Regions from separate parts of the Mus musculus genome. Here region 1 is linked to region 2. A link is a contact called in public Hi-C data. All regions are on one chromosome and are shown on one strand. Each heading gives the region's core, a stretch centred on a gene start, on an enhancer-like site or on the middle of the called end of the contact. The rest is flanking DNA. Distances are from core to core; before and after follow the strand shown.

What was found. Hi-C and Micro-C count contacts between places; a contact is called where the count stands out from the background.
Region 1: a Hi-C map of bone marrow-derived macrophages shows a contact between it and region 2, with 17 read pairs. The contact joins two enhancer-like sites. A contact is called at or near these places in 3 of 39 promoter capture datasets (the 3T3-L1 cell line, the C10 cell line and liver), 2 of 15 datasets of contacts at CTCF or cohesin (the NIH/3T3 cell line and pro-B cells), 43 of 484 Hi-C or Micro-C datasets (the 3T3-L1 cell line, 3T3-L1-derived adipocytes, the AML12 cell line and 29 more) and 6 of 115 datasets of contacts at active chromatin or transcription factors (the NIH/3T3 cell line, astrocytes, bone marrow-derived dendritic cells and 2 more).

Annotation. Positions count from the first base shown.
Region 1 is chr15:64,516,355-64,523,196 of GRCm38.p6, forward strand. No RefSeq gene overlaps it. Among named protein-coding and RNA genes, the nearest start is that of Gm30632, 14 kb to the right of the region's middle. Within about 2 kb of position 3,032, at least 29 of the 459 cell types and tissues checked have an H3K27ac peak or open chromatin away from gene starts, as enhancers often do. A contact at or near this core is called in bone marrow-derived macrophages, where this site is marked.
Region 2 is chr15:64,174,919-64,181,791 of GRCm38.p6, forward strand. All of the region lies in intron 5 of Asap1 (ArfGAP with SH3 domain, ankyrin repeat and PH domain1), which reads right to left. Among named protein-coding and RNA genes, the nearest start is that of Gm20717, 80 kb to the left of the region's middle. Within about 2 kb of position 3,928, at least 30 of the 459 cell types and tissues checked have an H3K27ac peak or open chromatin away from gene starts, as enhancers often do. A contact at or near this core is called in bone marrow-derived macrophages, where this site is marked.

The sequences.
Region 1 (6,842 bases), core at 1,782-4,281, 340 kb after region 2:
CCTTTCCTGGTTTTCCCTCCGAAAAACACCCTCCCCTATTCTCTTCCCCCTGCTCACCAGCCCACCCACTCCCATTTCTTGGCATTCCCCCACAATGGGGCATAGAGCCGTCATATGACAAAGGGCCTCTCCTCCCATTGATGTCCTACTAGGCCATCCTCTGCTGCATATGCAGTTGGAGCCATGAGTCCCACCATGTGTGCTCTTTGGTTGGTGGTTTGGTCCCTGGGAGCTCTAGGGGTACTGGCTAGTTCATATTGTTGTTCCTCCTATGGAGCTGCAAACCCCTTCAGCTCCTTGGATCCTTTCTCTAGCTCCTTTATTGGGGACTCTGTACTCAGTCCAATGGATGGCTGTGAGCATCCACCTCATTATTTGTGATGCACTGGCAGAGTCTCTCAGGAGAGAGCTTTATCAGGCTCCTGTCAGCAAGCACTTGTTGGTATCCACAACAGTGTCTGGGTTTGGTGATTGTAAATGGGATGGATCCCCAGGTTTCTGGATGGTTATTTCTTTAGTCTCTACTCCACACTTTGTCTCTGTAACTCCTCCCATGGGTGTTTTGTTCCCCACTTTTAAGATGGATAGAAGTATCCACACTATAGTCTTCCTTCTTCTTGAGTTTCATGTGGTTTGTTAATTCAATCTTAGATATTCTGAGCTTCTGGGCTAATATCCACTTATCAGTGAGTGCATGCCATATGTGTTCTTTTGTGATTGGGTTACCTCACTCAGGATGATATACTCCAGGTACATCCATTTTTCTATGAATTTCATAAACTCATTTTTTTTTTAATTTTCAGTGAAGAGATCTTCAAATATTTTATTAATATAAACTTTGGTATTGTGCTATGCTTTAGGGCAGGGGATCAGTGTTTGTTAGAATGAGTGAAATGATTTTTAATTACTTTCTACATCTTAGACATAGTTTAGGTGTGTTTTATAATTTGCTTCAAGAAACTTTTGCTATTGGATTTGAGATTCAGGGTGTTAATTCATTTATAATGATTCATTCACTTTTATGAGTTTGACTGTTTCAGCTGCATGTAAGTGTACTATGTGTGCCTGGTGCCCGTAGAAAGGGTGTCAGGTCCCCTTGAGTTGTAATTACAGGTGGTTGTGATGTGCTATGTGAATGCTGGGAACAGGGCTCAGTCCTCTGCAATTGAAACAACTAGGCCATTTTCCTAGCTCTTGCTTCAGGTTACATAAGGATTCATATTATTCTGTCTCTCAGAAAGAAGCTGAGTTGAACATTTAAGCAAACTACACAGAACATAGGACATAACGACACTACTCTTGGTACCTGGAGCTGCTGCTAATCTTCAGAAAAACCATTTGCTTGGCTTTGAATCTTTCCATAGGATTTATCCTCAGAACTGGATTTTCCAGAGAAAGCTAAGCATTTGCAATAAGCTGGGGGAAGAGTTAGAACTTCAGAAAGGTCAGCTCAGTATAGCCAGGCTCATGATGCTTTTCTGGCTGTTCTACAGTGTAGTGTATGTCTTGTTACCCTTATATTACTCTGATAAGACACCATGAAATGAGCAAAAAAACTTACAGAAGAAAGAGTGAGTTTATGATCATATGGTTCAGATGGTGAGTCTGTGACCATCATAGTAGGGATTATAGAAGCAGGTAGGCAGGCATGATGCTGATGCAGTAGCTGAGAACTTCTATCTTGATCTACAAGTAGAGGCAGAAAGAACTAACTGGGAATGGTATGGGCTTTTAAAACTTCAAGTTCTCCCACCTCAGTGATACACCTTATCTGTAAAGGTCACACCCTAATCCTTCCCAAATAGTTCCATCAACTGGAGACCAAGAGTTCTAGACTATGAACTTATGTGGATCATCCCCTTTCAAGCCACTGCAATATATAAGACTAAATACTAGCTCACAGGAAACACAGTGATGTCACTGAATGATGGATGGCTCAGAGAAAGGCAAAGGTCAGTTCCCTGCCAGGAGAGACAGAGTCAGCTGTGAGTTTGTCCACCTATATTCAGACTCATCAAGTAAAACCACAAACTCAGGAAATGATGGAGATAAGCAAGATTGGAGTAGACAAGGTTCATAGGAAGGTGCAGTTCTCCCATCTCTTATGTGAAGAGGTACATATGGACCCGAGGAGAAGAAACAGGAGAGTATGGTCCTAAGAAAATTGATCCCTAGGAAGGACAGATTGTGGGTATTCATGAGGAAAAGATGTAAAAATGGAAACAAAAGCTATCATTCAAAATCCCCCAGCAAGTGCCCTTGGAGTCATCTTTAGAAATATCTTTCTATTTCTGTCAGCTATCAAAGAATACAGTGGGATTAGCCACCAGTTGGGGAGACAACCTGTTTGGGATTTGGACACAGACAGGTATGAGTTCAAATCCAGCTTTTAATAATTTCAAGCTCTACAAGTTTGGACTGAGAGCTTGAGTTATATGGCTTTGCTTCCTAGCATGCAAAGGGAAATAAGAGTATTAGTTTGCAAAATACTTTCTAAATAAATAAACTGGCATATAGGTAGTCTCTGTCATAATACTGCAATTAGCTTACAGGATGCAAAAAGGGGAGTGGGACATTTTGTTTACATTGGTGAAGGTGGAAAGGTAGAGGCCAGACTGTTTCTAATGTGAGTTCAAAAGTTCAAGAAAATTAATCGAGAATCTAAGGATCTGTGCAGTTGGTATTGCTAGCCTATGTATGGTCAAACCCATTGTCATTTTCTGTATATTTATTCTCTTTATCATTTCATGATGAATTTGGTTGGCAAATAAATTATTTTGACCACTAAGTGAAGGTCCTTAGCGTGGCAGTTTCTGGAAAAACACTGGTCTAAACAGTCTTGTTAGATCAAGCCTGGCATCCAGTTGGCAGAGTCTATTTCTCCCATAATCCCCGGGCCTCTTGGCTGCAGTGGTGCTGGTGGAGAAGGCTCCATTTGGCTCCACATTTCAGACAAGCCTAATGAACATCATTAGAGAAATATAAAAGGGGTGATGGATGACTTAAATGAAGCCGCATGAATAGTGCCGCTCACATTTGCATCTGACTCAGGGCCAAGAGGAAGAGCTAAAACTCTGGGTGAGGTAATGAAGACTCTAAGGGTGCAGAATGCTTGTCATTGTGGTTGAAGGGAAGTAGGCTAAACTTGATAGGAAGAAAAATCATGACCCTGCCTCGACACTAGGAAATAAATCAAGCTCTGTAAATGTAATGACAAGGCCTGAGTCCAATGTGAAAAGAGTGACTAATTTGGCTCTAATAGTTGATAAAAACCCACATGTCAAAGCCATGATAAACTAGATGGAGAGAAAAGGCAAAGACTGGTTAGAAAAATGGCAGAGTATGACAGCAAGAGTGGACAGGTATATTTAAGAAATCTTTCTAATCAATAAGGGGGAGGAAAAAAAAAAACAAACCTCCGTCAGAACGTGAAGAATGTGTGTAATCATCAGGAGAGAAGGAATTAAAACCCACCAAACAGCATGTATAAAATACTCACTCACAGTATTTAAAAACATGGGGAATGCTTTTATTTTCCCATTAGAATAACAATGAAGTAAAGGAGTCATAATAATCCAGGGTGGTGGGTCTATGAGAGACAGATAGGCTCAATTCCCACTGCAGAGTATACACCATCCCCACCTTAATGGTGGATGGTTTAGTCACTGTGTATCAAAGGCCTTTATATCTAAATACATTGACCTAGAATCCCACTTTTCAGAATTTACCCTTAAAAACCATGGAGGGATGCAGAGATAAAATATACTAGTGAATTCATGGTATCATTCATTGCTTATAATATCAAAATCTATTAGTTAGGATCACCAAGGACAATGGCATACTATGCACCCATTAGAAGGTTCTGGTGTGACAAATGTTCTTACTATATTTCTGAGGCAGACATGGAGATATGCTGCACAGGTCACGCTTCAAGGAAGGACTTGCTACCATGTGTGATATATCCTCAGATCAATACTATGAAAAAAATCAAGGCCATACTTTGAGATTACAAAATGAGTCAGGTTTTATAAACATCATGAGAATTCTAAATTTAATATGAAAAGATAATGTGAGGGTGCTGCTCTCTAATTTACTCTGGAGTTATTGTCTAAGGTATGGACATGTTAGCTCTGTTATTTCTGCCAAGTACAGAGCACTCTAGAATATCATATATGTCCTAGAGTATAGTTTCCCCCATGAAAATGGTTTAGATTGTGTTAAGTCCCAGGCTGAGGGAAATTGTCTATGAATATTTTTATGAATGTTGAAGAATTCAAGAATTTTGGGTGGGGCAAAACTGGCCCAGTTGGTTAAAAGATGAATTATTGACATGACTGGCAGATGAGACAAAGCGTCTTGGGCCAAAGAGATTTAGTGGTGAGTCTTTCTGGAGGCTCATTTATGACCTTCGCATTCTAGGGTAATAAATCTGGATGTGCCTTTCTCTATCCCGCAGAAGCACACATTTAACATTCCAGCTGAAGATCTCACTTTAGAGGATCAGGCGGTCAGATATGGTAGTCACTGTATGTGCTCAGTTTAGTGATGTAGAGTTCATAGCCCATAGTGTAGCCTTGCTGAACGCATTGGGTGAAAGGATTTATTGAAGGTGTCTGGTGTAGACAACCAATGCTAATATGGTCTGTGATTGATTGCAGGAGTCAGAGGGATAGAGGACACCAGGAAAACATGGGCCACTGAATCAACTAAGCAGGGCTCATATGGGCTCACAGAGACTGAAGCAGCATTCCTTGGGCCTGCATGGGTCTGTACCAGGTACTCTGTGTATATGTTACGACTGTTAGCTTGGTGTTTTTGTGTGAGTCCTAAAAGTGGGAGCAGGTGTTTTGCTGACTCTTTATCCTGCTCTTTGGACTCTTTTTCTCCCACTTGAGTTGCCTTGTCCAGCCTCAATATGAAGGCTTTTGCGTTGTCTTACTGTATTTTGTTTTGTCCTGTTTTGTTGTTGTCTCTTGGAAACCTGCTCTTTTCTGCAGAGGAAATAGGGTGGGAACAGATGTGGCAGAGAGGTGAGACGGAAGGAAGCAAGGAAGAGTGGATGGAGGGGAAACTGTGGCTGGGAAATATTGTAGATACGAAGAATCTATTTAAAAAAAAAATAGAAAAGAAAAGCTCTCTGTCCTTTGAACAAAATTTCTATTAAAATCAGCGTCCTTTTCATTTTTCTTCCCCACTCTGTTCTCTATATAGTGGATAGATGTATGAAATGAATGTGTATTATATGTATGTGTATTATACATATGTGTATCATATATGATAAATATTTTATGTATAGTAAAACATTCAAGAATTTTTGGGAGAGAATATTAGTGTAGTTGGTTAAAAGATTATACACACATACACACACACACACACACACACACACACACACACACACACACACACATAGTTTGACTACATTCCATATCCATTGCTTCTTTCCCCATTTTTTTTTCTCAGGTGTTGTTCTGTAGTGCACGTCTCCAAAAACCGTGCCAGTTTTGTCACTGGAAAACCTAGTTTGTGATGGCTGTTGAGGTTTTAAAAGCAACCTATAGAACTACACATAAACATTAAAAACATTTAAAAGCAACCTATAGAACTACACACAAACATTAAAAAAATATATATTTTACAGAGATACATCAGAAAGAGAAATGTCAAACTACAAAACGTTGATGATATTTTTATTTTGATAGTGTGAATATGCACAGTTGCCTTTCTTTTCTTTGTGCGTTTTCTCTGCTTTCCACATCCCTTGCACCAAGCTTTATTACTTTTAATTACAGGGGTTGCCCAAGTGCTCTTATTAAGGTTGTATTTAGCAGCAAGGGAAGGTAGCAATGGGGATGCAATGGGTAATATTTGTAGACTGCTGTCGATGAGGCTGGGCTGCAATAGATTTTTCTTTATTCATTCAGTTCCATCTTATATAGGGGCACATAACCATCCCTTCCTCATACAAAAGGATGGAGAGGGTAAGTAATTTGCACAATAGAGGGAAACAAGGGTCTGAACCCAGGCAGCCTGTCCTCAGCATTTGTGCTTCTTATCTTTGCAGCATTCACATCTTGACTTGTTCCCAGGTGACCTTGCTAGGAGATCTTTACACTTCTCCCCAGACAGTTGATGCTTAGCTCATCTTTGTCCAGCCCCATGCCCCTTATTTTATTTATAGGGCCTGACTTGGCACTGCCTTTATCCACAACCCCCCCCCCCCAAGCCTTCTTATTCTCTGGCTTCCTTTCACTTGGTCCCTGAGTACCATGGGGTGTATGCCTGGGTTGCTCTTCTTCATCTCAGCGTGTAATTGCCTGCTTCTATTCTATGTGTTCATTTTGGCCACTCTTTTAATGGCTGCACTTTCTGGTCCCTATCTGAGATTCTCATCTTCCCTGGTTTCCCCACTTTGTTCAACTGTGGCTGTTGACATCTGGTTGACTCTTGGGCTAGCTACTTCTCTTGTCGCTGGAACAAAATACCTGTCAAAACCAACACAAAGAAGTGGAGTTTATTTTGGCTTACTGTTTGAGAGATCCTTGTTATGGGGAAGTCATGGTAACAGGAGTATGAAGGACCTGGTCTCAGTGCACCTACAGGATGTAAGAAGAGAGAGATGAATGCCCATACAATATCAAATCTCTCTATCTCCCGCCCCTCTCTCTTTCTCCTTTCTCTCTTTTTCCTTCCTCCCTTCATTTTGGCCCTCAGCCCAGGGATGGTGACACACCCATACTGAGGCCAAGTCTTTCCATCTCAGTTAAACCTCTGGAAACTCTGTCACATGCCTAGATGTTTATCGCCTACATTATTCAAAATTCCATAGAAATGACAATATTAAC
Region 2 (6,873 bases), core at 2,678-5,177:
CATACTTTCTCCTCCCTCCTTTCCTCCCAGTCAGTCCCTGCTCCCTCTCTTCACCATCCACTCTTCAGAAAAGGTCAGGCCTCCCATGAATATCAAGGATTCCTGGCATATCGAATTGCAGTAAGATCAGGTGCATCCTCTCTTATTAAGGTTCCACTTAGAATTTATAATTATGGTCCTCAAAAATAAAAAGCTTGAGAATGCCTGGTCATGACAGAAGAAAATGAAGACCCACAGAAATCAGCCCTCTGCTCTAGACGCTAAGCTGGAGATATTTTGCTCTTAGCGCTCAATTTTATTCTGACAGTCTAAGTCTCCAGGATCCTCTGCCCCAAGGCTCTTAAGAGACAGTGTGATAATTCATCCAGTTATTAAGTCTGTGAAAACAAATTCTCTCAAGTGGGACTAGACTGAAGCAGCAATTCTGACAAATTTTGCTTGTATTATGGATACAAACATCTGTTCTCTAGAAGAAATACTATAGGTAACAAATTATTTATTGCAATAAAGTTAGTTTAGGCTTGATAAAACACTCCAGAAGTTCTTACCACAGACTGTTTCTATAAAACCGCCACTGCTTCTAATGTAGAATTTTATTTTAAAAGAAACTGAGTATAATTGCAAACCTTTCCTCTAAGTCTTAAGGGAAGTAAGGAGGCAGCTCCATAATTATAAGAGCACCATGGTTGAGCTCAGAGTCTCCATGCTGGCCTTGAATGTATGATCTACACTGTTTAACAGCCTGGGCATTCCAGAGTAGCTGGGCTGTTCATACTGATGGAAACAGCGTGCCCAACAATGGGCACCTGGCTTGGGAAACTGTAGCACTTATGAGACTCTTCCTTATTTATGTGGTATATGGGGGGGGGGAATAAAAAGTACTTACAGAGGACAAGATTGACCTCTAAAAAGATGGGGAAAAGGTTGTATGTGTACATTATTCCTAGAGAAGAACCCAGTAATCTGCTGGTGTCCACAGTGCTCTGAAGGACATGGGGGTGGAGGGAATACAGGAGGAAAGGAGGCTTTCTTCATTGCTGTTGCTGTTATTATTATTTAAAGGGCTAGAGAGAGTTCAGTTGGCAAATGCTTACCTTGCAGGCATGAGGTCCTTAGTTAGATGACAGAACCCATGTCAAAAAAGGGCAGATCTATCTGGTGGCCCAGACATGTAACTCTAATGCTGGGAGATAGGGACAGGAGATTCCTTGGGGCTCTGTGACCGCCCATTGAGCCTACTTGGTGAGCCCTCTGCTAATGAGATCTGTCCAGCCTCAACAAACAAGACAGCGGCGTTTGAGAACAACAGCTGAGGTTGCACAGGTACGCATATGCAAACATGCACAATTTTCACATGCATACTCAAACATTCTTTAAAAATAAGCAATGTACTGTTTGCTCAAGAAGAAACAGTACTTAAAACAACATGGAAAACACAGATTAAAAGCACATTTCAACTTCCAATCCTAGATGACCCCTTTCATCAATATCTCAGACCCTTGTGAATGAAGCAACAATGGAAGCTTGCTGCTACCTTGACGCGGAGGCTGCATTAGACACCAGGGGCATTATGAAATCTGTGGTCCGTGCTGAAGGTGAAGGTTCTTCTGAAGAACAAGTCTATGCTCTAACCACACCGAGTAACCAAGGCCATCACTGTGGTTAAACACTGGGCTGGGGCTCTGCACTGATGGAAAACCCCAAGAATTAAGAATTTCACTGTGGTCATCTACACACGTATTCTTGGGGAATAATATGAAACAGCAGACAATACGTTATAAATTTAGAAATCTGGATTTTCCCCAGTGGTTAAGCTTAGGAAAAAGTCACAGGAAAAAAAAATTACAAAAATTTACTACCTCTAGTCAGCTCCCTTCCCAGGAGAAAGTCCTTTCCTTGGTGACAGGTGACAGGGAACGACCTGAGAGGCACCAGGAAGACAGCAGAGAAGAGGGGGGCGGGGACTGAAACACAGACGGTTTCTCCCTTGGAAAACTCAATGAAGAGAACACCTGTCCCTCCAGATATCTCAGTGTGCTGCTCTGTGACAGGTGAATTATATGATTTTAGTCTTAGGATTCCAGACTCTTCCAGTATTTTCGTTTTCTTAATATTTCAAAAATGTGACAACCCAAGCAAGTTCTGTCCAACTGTGAAGTGCTGTCCCCACTGGCAATTTCAGTGTAGTCAACACAGAATCCAGGACTACTGGAGGGAGCAGACTTCCTGCTGTCACCGGCATTAGCCTTTAAGGGATGTTTTAGGAAAAATATACCATGGATCATTTCGATGGCACTTTACTAAAATGCTACTGATTATTCTGCATCAACTTTCCCAACTCGCAAATTCTTTCCCTCTCTGTGATAATCAAATCCAATTAGGGTAAGTGCTTTCACGTAATTCTAGTCCACAAGAAGCAGAAGTTCTGCTCTGAGGCAGGAGGCTTGCCAATTAGAGGTCAGTGTGGGCTACACAGCAAGACTCATTCTCACACACACAACTATTTATATTTCCATCTTATTAAGCAAGCAGCATTTTAACACACCATCGGGGATGACACTTGCTCACGCTAAATATACGGGTGCTCCTGACAAAAGACCGTTCCTTACAAAAGGGCTGTCCTCTGCCAGTCCATACTTCATACCCTTCCTGGAATCTGGACGAAGTTAGACAAGGAAGCTGTAATCTATCCTTTCATAGTACACTAGAGGTTTCTTAAACATACAACTGTGATTAATACAGGTTTCTACAAAAAACAACCACTTATTCCTCACCAACTGCCTTGATGATGCACCATACAAACAACCCATCACTATCCTACCTGCAGATGACTTACAACAATGCCTGCTCTGTGCGGGAGGGAACACATGTATCCTGTTTTGACTTTTTACCCCTTCATATAGATTTCCATGGAAGACACCCTCTTGCCCATCTGTCTACTGATGCATGACTTTACCCACCCCCTCCTTCTGAGGGGAGAGGCTCTTGGGATGACCACAGCAGGTTTACAGGAGCAGCGCATGCCACAGTGCCCACACCCGAGCGAGCCCCCTGCTGGACTCACAGCTGTGCCCTGGGAGCCTTGGAGCGCTGCCTCCTAGAGAAGGGCAGAAGTTTCTCCTTTTCCCACCTAGGAATGGAAAGCAGTCCAGCTCTACCGACGGCCCCTCCCACACGCACACGGGGCTGCGTTAATTAACGAGGACATGATTTGCTTGCATTTGTCATCTCTAGCTAATTCTGACAGGCTCTCTCCTCTGCTCCTCGGCTCTCTCTCCTTCTCTGCAGAAAGAAACAATTTCTCTCAAAGCAACGCTAATGCAAATCTGCTGACTTGCTCAACACTTTGGAAAATCCAATTAAAATAATGAGCCAGCTCCCGCAGTTAAATCGGCAATTCCCTGGTATAACTTAGGTTTTCTGTCTAGAGTGTTAACTCTTTCACACCCTAGGCAGTAACCAAATATCTTAAAGCTATTTGAAACGGGTACCTGGAGATCATCATGCTAAGTGAAATAAGCCAGCATTGGAAAGACAAATTCTGAGTGTGTGGTTATTTTTTTTTTCATACATCAAATCTAGATTTAAATTTTCCCTCTAAAAGGAAAGAAGCAACAGAGGGAAACAGAACATATGTGACATGGAAGCAGGAGAAAGGACCATTTGGGGACAGAAAGGGGAACAATGAAGAAGGGGAACTGAGCGAGGTAGTAGGGAGATGCAAAGAAAATACATGATATATATGTATGAAAATGTCACAATGATATCCATCATTCTATTATGCTGGCTACTTTAAAAGAAAACACAATGGAAAAAGAAAATTTAAAGAGTTTATCGCTAGACTGCTTTCCAGAATACTGTAACACAGAGAGAAGAATCACAGACGCACGTGACCATCACTATTATGTAAGAGTGACTGTTTAACCTCTCCGGTGTCCCAGTATTTCCTTCAATTAGCCAGTGCCAGTGCAAATGGTCTGGGGAGCAGAGAATAAGGAAGAGAGGGTACCAACAAGGCACCCCTGGAACTCACTCATCTTACTAAGCTTACTGATTATTCAGTGCGACTGTTAATTCTGTCAACCTGACCAGGTTAGAAAACATACAGATTAGTAAGGCACATCTTTTCTGTGTCCATGGAGGAGTTTCCGGGTACAAATGAATCATGAAAGCTTTGACTATGAATGGATTACTCCCTGATGGACACACGGTACGATGGCACTACTGGGAGTCGGTGATGTAGGTGATGGGGCCTGAAGGAGGAAGCAGTCACTTGGGAACTATATCTTGCCCTGGCCCCTCCCTGTATTCCTTTTTCTGCTTCCTCTCTAAAAATGCTTCCTGCCAGTGATGACCTGGATCTTTGTGCTTTCAGCTCAGCAATGGTAAAATTGATAGATTCAGCTTCCAAGCTATTTCCTTTCCTGTAAACAGTAAGCCCAGGTTACCATGAGTCCATGGAGTTGGCTGCTTTTAAGAACAGCACCACAGAGCTTTTTACAAAGTACCTTGTTAAAACATTAAACGTGAAACAGGTGTGGCTTTGAAGTCATCAAATTATTTATGAAATTATCTTATATCCCAAATGTTTCAAAATGTTTCCCAAAATGTTCCAATAACTAAAATTATACAAATATAGATGCAAAGGACCACTGTCATCAGCTATTTCTGACACATCGGATTAAGGCTTTACGTTGTTCTTCATTGCACGGGCAGTAAGGGAAACAGGGAGTGCTTGCTCCTGGTCTGAGGGCATTCCTTCCTCCAGAATAAAGTCCACACTAACTTTATCTGCCTTTATCTGGGATTTTAAGGGTTTTTCTCAGCGTCCAGGGTGCCCCAGGCTTACCTTATCACATCTAGCTAAGTGTGTTCTTGGGCTAGTCACCCCCACTTACCCTTTTAGAGGCCTGCTCTCCTCACTGCTGAGGTGCAAATGATAAAACCAAGTTCTTGTACCCTTGAGGCATTTATGTGAGATGCACTCAGTGGACTGAAACGTGTGTAGAATGCTAGGCAGGAGATGGGCTCAATTAAACAGAACTAGGTTTATTTTCTTAGATTTTTTTCTTTTTAAACACACATTTGCAAGGCTAAACAGTAATGGAAGAGAAAAGGGTAATGAGGGAATAAGGGATCTAAAATACTGCTTGTAAGTATTGCACCACATGCTCTCCATGGTAAATCCTACAGTCTGGCTTTTCTGTTCATTCTTCAAGGCCACCTCTTAAAACAACATTGCATCCCATTATGTTATGTTGCATCTAGGTAACACTGAATTAAACTGCTGATTAAAACAGCAGAGGATACTGTGCTTCGCCTTTGTTATCTAAAGTTACTGGGGTCGAGAGAACTCTATAAAATGTGTCTTAGTCTCACTAGATTAACGAGGGTACAAGCTCAGAGAGCTTAAGCAAACTTGACGGAAGCCAAAGCATGAATGAAACAGATGGTCAGGTTATTAAAGGCAATTTGCTTTACTTCAAAGGCCATTCTCATTTCCTCTCTCTTGCTGTACTCATTTAAAGTGACAATCGGGGCACATCACTTTCCTGTCAGAAACCCATTCTTGTTTCCTGATAGCTGGAGTCAAGTACAAACTCCCAAGTTTAGGTCTGGCCCTGCCAGCCTTTTCCCTTGTGGCTATCCCCGGATCAGCACCAGCTGCTCTGGACAGGAAAAGGTCTTTATGAGTCCCTGGGCTGCAGATAAGATGGTAGCATGAGTGCCTGGTCCTGGGTGTAGGAGCAGTCACAGCGCGAGCAACCTTCCCAGGGTTTATGTGTGCATCTGTTCATTCTTCCCCAGCCTTCCTCTCCTTTTCCCAAATCCCCCTGCTTCAGCTTCCTGAGCAACTAAGACTCAGTTATATCAGCAAACGTTTGATCAGTAACACAAGTTACAAGTCGAATCAGTGTTATCAAAGCAAAAACCAGTGCGGTAGCAGGTTTGAAGGAACAAGCAGTAGCCCGCTTTCTCATGGCAGGCATGGCAGTAGGGGATTCCAGAACTCGGGGGCAGGGGGTTCTGGCTGTCCTGGGCCCGTCTTCTTGCCTGAAAACACATTAGAGATGGACTCCAAGTCTAACCTATCAGAGCTTCTTGAGGATGGAGCCCAACAGCCCAAGTCTTAGTAAGCTCTTCAAGTGAATTAGAGTAAGAGAGCCACTCTGAGTCTTAGGGCTGTCCACAGTAGAAAATCCGAATTCCCACTGAGGAGGGACTGCCTCCAAGCCAGATCACCTTGCCTATGGTCTCAGGTACGACTGCCATGGAGCTGGAGCTCAAAGGCTGCACTAGAGAAGTCTGGAAAACCCAGGGCCCATCGTATGCTGATGGCATCTGACAACACTGAATTCAAGTGGGATGCCAATTTTCCTGGAAACATTACACAAAGGAAAAGGCAGTGTGGGAGTGAAGGGGTATGGCCATCCTTAACTCGAGACCCCAGTAGGTATGATTCCACATCTCCCAGGAAATCAAGCCCTGTTTCCTCTGACCGCACCGGAGAACAACTTCACCAGAAGGAGAAGTGGAGCTCTAACATTTAAGACGAATGAGGAAGCGGAAAGGACACAGCCCACACACTTGGATCTTGGCTTGAAAAAGTCATCCTGGCCCTAAGCACTTGGAACAGTAATCAGTTCTTGACCAACTTTTAGACTTTAAATTTCATTTCCATGCATGTCATTTATAATTCGCCATGTGTGATTACAACAAAACCATTCTGTGACATCGGTTTACATTTTCCTTGCCTTCTACGATGTCTCTATCACTGTATCTCTGTACCTATTCATGTTTTACAACCGCCGACTCTGGAAGGACCGTAGTACAACTTAAGATACCTGTATGCTGGCACGCCAGGGCTTAGTA